Regions from separate parts of the Drosophila melanogaster genome. Here region 2 is linked to region 1. Evidence: chromatin contacts called from public Hi-C data. All regions are on one chromosome and are shown on one strand. Each heading gives the region's core, a stretch centred on a gene start, on an enhancer-like site or on the middle of the called end of the contact. The rest is flanking DNA. Distances are from core to core; before and after follow the strand shown.

The links. A called contact is a pair of places that touch in the nucleus more often than the background predicts.
Region 2: a Hi-C map of the Kc167 cell line shows a contact between it and region 1, with 2.3 times the contacts expected there. The contact joins the promoter of CG6293 here to the promoter of Nuak in region 1. A contact is called at or near these places in 37 of 107 Hi-C or Micro-C datasets (the Clone 8 cell line, the Kc167 cell line, the ML-DmBG3-c2 cell line and 9 more) and 4 of 6 datasets of contacts at active chromatin or transcription factors (the Kc167 cell line and the S2 cell line).

The regions. Positions count from the first base shown.
Region 1 is chr3R:10,262,763-10,265,726 of dm6, reverse strand. It overlaps Nuak (Nuak family kinase), which reads right to left and starts at 1,421. Exons shown (of 14, transcript NM_001382102.1): 1 at 849-1,421. It overlaps pont (pontin), which reads right to left. Exons shown (of 3, transcript NM_144351.4): 1 at 2,568-2,964; 2 at 2,312-2,510; 3 at 1,828-2,250. The coding sequence ends at 1,896.
Region 2 is chr3R:10,310,155-10,313,118 of dm6, reverse strand. It overlaps CG6293, which reads left to right and starts at 1,506. Exons shown (of 4, transcript NM_001275530.1): 1 at 1,506-1,657; 2 at 2,601-2,964. The coding sequence starts at 1,625. Bruce (BIR repeat containing ubiquitin-conjugating enzyme) reads left to right here. Exons shown (of 32, transcript NM_141738.5): 32 at 1-1,080. The coding sequence ends at 475.

The DNA of each region.
Region 1 (2,964 bases), core at 172-2,671:
AAGAGATACTGGATGGTGGGCGAATTCGCTCCACGGAAAAAAATTAATTTTTGAAAGCAAATATTTAAGTAAGCACATTTTACAACGATATTATAATAAAATACTTAATATTAACTATACATACTTAACGAATATGATTTATACCAAAATAAAGTCTTTTAATTTAAATTGATAAATTTCTTCTTGTGTAAGTGCGCCGCCACCGGCGTCCCATAAAATGTGTTGTTTATGCGTTATGTTTTTGGCCAACTGCGGCGACCAATTTTCGCCCGCAAGATTTTCACATTAAAAATGGCTCGGCAAAAACAAATTAAGAAAGAAGTATGCGAAAATGATCGCTCGGCGCAGCTGCAAATGCGGCTGCTTCTTCTTCCCGTTCTGATCAGAGCGCGAGGGAGTTCATCGCTTCGTCTCTTTTGTTTGTTGCTTTTCATTTGTGTGGCGTGAAATTCTTATTTGATTTATGACCAGCTGTGGGTGCAAAAGAGACAGACAGCCGCTCAACTGGTGTACGCACAGAAATCAAATCACAACGCATGCTGGCAATTAATTATCAAGTCTCATAATCACCATTCATAAATAAAACAAACACACACGCACACGCTAGTGTGTTCCCATAAGAATACTTTCGCTTTCTATTCGGAGTCTCAAAAGAGAGACACAAAAAAAATACCGAAATTATGTAATTCTCTCGTTCGTGCTACTTAAATAATAATAACAGTTAAAGCCGGAAAAAATAAGTACAAATAAGTGTGACGCGCACCCACACAGCACTAATTTTCTGATTGGGAGGTGCGGCCTCCAGACCCATACACACACACACACGTACACGCATTACACGCACTTACCTTTTGTTGTTTTTCCTTCTTTTTTATTATTGTATTTTCGTTTGTTTGCCTTCGCTCTCTTTCGCTCTCCTAGCTGCCGCTGTGTTGTTGTTGCTGCTGCTGCTTGTGCTGCTTCTTCAACATTGGTTCATTCATGCAATAGATCCCAAATGTTTCCATTTTACCTTGATCCTGCCATCAGGATTGCATTTATTTCCGCCAAAACGGGTTGCCTGGCTTTGTTCACACACAAATAAGCTCGAAACACACACATGTGCGTTAAATAGTGGCTAATTGCGCGGAATAGCAACAACAAATCGCGACTTTTATTATGATTTCACATTCTTTCGGAAAACCACAAACGCACTCACACTTACACACACACACGCACGCCAAGTGCAGTTGCCGGCGTTGTTGGAGCGAGCGAGAGGCAAGATGCAAGACGCGAGGGGAACGGGCCGAAAAAGAAGAAGACGCCCACGCCGCGAATCGAATCGTTAAATATACTATTCACTGCATGCACTTCAGCGGAGCTCCCTGGCTATTTATTTTGGGGCAGTGCGCAGCTCGACGCTCGTTGAGTAACTGAACTCACCACCAATTGGAATTCTTGGCCAAACAACGCGAGCAGCTGATGTCGCATGGTGGGAAAATGAGGGTGGCGCGAGTGGAAGTTGCCATATCGCTGCGATCACAAGCAGCAAATATGGAAGATTAAGCGGAAAACGAAAGACAAAATAATTACAATCAAACAACCGAATTATAAAAAGAAAATGGTTAGTCCTCCGAGTTCGTTTAAATATGCTTATCTACGTATCAATTAAAAAAACCGTTGAAAGAAATTCACGATTCGCCCTAATCTAGCTAAGACACCAACCAAAAATTTCCGATTTACTTTCAGTTGAAGTGTGTACACACTTTTCTTGTCGATGTTTGAAGCGCCATTGAAATGATCATTTGAATGTTTTCAAATTACCACATCATTACAATAAATTAAATTGCTTATTATTTGATTTTTACTGGGAAATCCGTGCAAATGGAATTACAATTCAGCTTGAATCGTCAAACTTACAACATAAACTTATTGTTCTTTTCGGACAAATGCTTCGAGGAGCGCTTGGCGTCAAGGAAGAGCGAGTGCACATCCTCGATATCATCCTTGCTGATCTGGTTGCGTCCGTTCACCTTGCACATCTGATGAGCCGGGGTCAGCAGCTGGACGGCGTAGCGCAGCGTGGAGCTGGTTCCAATCTCGCTGAGACGTGTAAATGCGTTCTCCTCCAGCTGCAGTCCCTCGGTCTGGGCGCGCAACTTGATTATCTGCTCCATGTCGGCAGTGGAGTAGAGTAGTGTGCGGATGATCAGCAAACGATCGAGCAGATCTAGCGGAATTCCGTGCGGCGAAACTATGTCGGTGGTGCCACTGGAAAGAGGTAACTCTTATTAATAATGCGAATAGGTTTTACGAGCTAAGTATTTCTAACCGAATAACACAGCGTCCACGATTGGTGGCAAAAATCACAATTGGTGCAATGGGAGATTCCAGGGACTTGTGTAGGTAGGTGAAGGTCTCCAAATCAAGCATGTGAATTTCATCGATGAAGAGAACTCCGGGAACCAGCTCGGCTATGCCCTGGTCAATGTACTTGTTTACCACCTTGTTGATCTCCATGCGTAGTTTGTCTGCTCATCAAATGGTATTTTAGTAAATTTGAATGGGAAGAAAATTACACAACTAACCAGTGATTTCAGTTTTCTTCGGCTTCATAAGCTGGCCCATCATGGAGAGCACATCCTGGCCGCCCTGTGGACGAGCATTGGCCACATCCAGATCGTGCAGAGTAACATCCTGGATAACCTCCTTCTTCTTGTGGACATCGCCCTTGGGCAGCGGCACATACTCCTCGGTTTCGAGATCAAACTCAGTGGCAAAGGTGTCACTGCGACCCTGACGCTTTACGGCACCACTGTTGGCCTCTATGTAGATGACATCGCCCACCTCCACCTTTTCCTTTTGCAAGGCATCAAAGATGCTGGGATCCAGCTTGAGCTGCTTGGTTCCCTTGGCTGTTTTCAAGCCGATGACGACATTGCTGATAGTCTTGCCATAGCCACCCATAGGATTCTCGGTTTCCAC
Region 2 (2,964 bases), core at 257-2,756, 47 kb before region 1:
GTTGAAGAGAGAGGAGATTTGCGCCCAGATAGAGGGCTGGATCGAGGAACTCGGTAAGCCGCAGTACACCGAGAGGGCCAGTCGCACTATATCGTTCAACTCAATGGTCCTGCGCCGCCACTATCGCCACCTGCGTGAGGAGTTGTCGAAACTGAAGCCGCCACGTGGCCTCGAGGACTTGGATGCGCCCTTTAATCCTGTGGCCACGCTACCACCGATGGATGTGTCCGCCGTGGCTCCTTCACTAGCAGCCACAAATACCGTCCAAGCGCAACCGGATGATGCCATAGTGACCGATATTACCCTGCTCGGCGAGAATGCGGATGAATGCGAAGCTGATGGCGATGCCGAAGGCGATGGAGAAGTGGACGATGGCTTTAAGGGTTTCCCGCAAGAAGAGGGTTTGCTGACGGGCGAGGAAGAGGTCGTGGAAATTTTAAGTGATACGGAGAACGAGAGCAGTATGTGGCAATAGATAGAGAAGGAAGAGCTAATAGTCTCTGGTTGCCCGAGGATGCTGGAGATGGATATAAAATGATGCTGCTCGCCTACCGCACTGCGCTGCCCTAGACATTTTTATTTATATGCATGAGTTTTGTTTTATGGCTTTACTTGATTTAATTTTTGTAAGAGAGACTGCAACAGAACTTGGTGTGCTTTACTTAATGGAACCGTAATGATTAATGTTATACAAACTACGCTAAGGAACTTTGCGCAGAAGAGGGCGTGCACACATACAAAATGCATACACTCCCATTAAAAAAGCATTGTCAGAATCTTTCCATTAAACAAACTGAATATCCCACTTCATACAAGTATGTATGAGATTATTGTATCGAACTTTTTATAAATGCTTATATGAAAGGATCTATCAATTTCTACAAGAATAATCCGTGTGTGTATAGAATAGAATGAAAATATCACCATTATAAAACAGTTACAACAACAAAAACCACCAAAACTAAATTAATGTGTATTAAACTATGTATGAACGTAGTGATTTAGTTAAATATTGACACAAGAATATGAACAGTTAATTTTTCAATTGAAATAAAATCCGAGATATATTTTGTTTCCCCCAAAAGTATGCTTTCAAATATTTGGACTAAATGCTGATCATAAATATTTTCGTCGTCTAACGAAAGAGAAAGATAATATATACTACTTTATCACATTCGGCATGTTTATCTTTATGATGCCAACTTTGTCACTTTAATTGGGAATCATTAAATATTATAATCCCTTTGCGGTGTTTTTTCGGTTGCTCAACTGAGATGGTAATGTTTTAAGGTACTTTGGTAAAAACTGATTTTTTTAAAATATGTAGCTTATTTTTCTTGGCACTCGAGTTGTAATGAGTTGTGAATTGGCAAGTTAATTTATTTTACTTTCACTATGCCCTGTTCTGTGTAGAGAACCATTCTAGAGAGCACCAGTGCGCTCAGATGCTCTTGAACTGAAGGCTTCCAGCTCTCTGCGATAAAACATTTTCGATAGAAAGATCACGCCATTGAGTATCGGGGCTTTGTCGCGCTCGGACGTACAGCGGAATTCTTCGGGAGTCTTTTCCCGTGCGTTAGCCCAATTAGTTTATGGCGGATATAAAGTGTGAGCTCGCCTGATCATGGAGCTGAACAATGTTACCATCGAGGACGCCGTAAGTCCAATGTTTCTTTGCATAACCAAATAATAACTGAACGCGTGATTTTATGTAAGAGGAATTCCCCCAATTGATCTGTTCCTATTTTGATTTTTATCGGATTTTGTTTTGCGAGGCACTTCTTCACTCAGTTGCATTTCCCACTTAATTGTTGCCGATGTGTTATACATATGCGTTTTTAAGGGGTAAGACGCTAAGATAACACCCAGTAATTAACAGTTCATTCACAAATTATTTTTTCAACGATCTGCGCCAGTAAGTAACTGCCGATCAAAACGATTTGTTATATTTATGCGGCGCATACCTTTCGGTCCGCAATGCATGAGCTGACAACAAGCTGATTTATTAAGTACCACCACAGCCAATCAGCTATTAATTTATGGTCTAATTAAAATCACTGATCTCAACAAGCTGAGAAAAAACCGTCGCCAGCGATCGAAGCACTGATACTAACGCTCAATTAATCACGATTGGAGACCAGAGCCGTCAGTCAAACTCGGGCCAAGATTAAATTCCGCCCCCCATGGGGCGTTTTAAGCCATATTGTTATGTTAATAAATTCAAAACATTAATAGCAAATCTCATAAATAAAACAATGAATTTTCAGTACTCTGCAATTATACAATAAAATGAGAGAATATCTCTATGCCCGATACTAAAAACCACTCATTTGCATAAACAAATAGATATTTGCATTAAGAAAATATAATTACACTGATCAATAATATTGATGAAGATTTTACTTTCAATTATTAATTAATTGATGGTAACAAATTGAAATTGTACGATGCCCATTGATCATCCTTTTACAAATAGGTAAATGCTTATATGGAAAAGGCGTTTAATTAAAAAGAAACTATTTATATAAAATAAAAACTGTAGTCTTTTGAGCAGTGTTTAGTTGAAAATAATTTGATGTTGCATATTGATTAATTTCCAGACAGATGCTTCCAAGTCCTACTCTCAAGCAGCTAACACGCCTCCAAGTAATGAGAAACCCAAGCCGCAACTGCTCTACGCCATCAACGATAATCCCCCATGGTACTTGAGCATCTTCCTCGCATTCCAGCACTACCTGACCATGATTGGAGCCATTGTTTCCATACCTTTCATCCTGACGCCGGCGTTGTGCATGTCCGATGAGGACGCCAACCGGGGCATCATCATCTCTACGATGATCTTCGTCACGGGCATCGTTACCTACTTCCAGGCCACGTGGGGCGTCCGTTTGCCCATTGTTCAGGGCGGAACTATATCGTTCTTGGTGCCCACCCTTGCCATCTTGGCCCTGCCGCAGTGGAAGT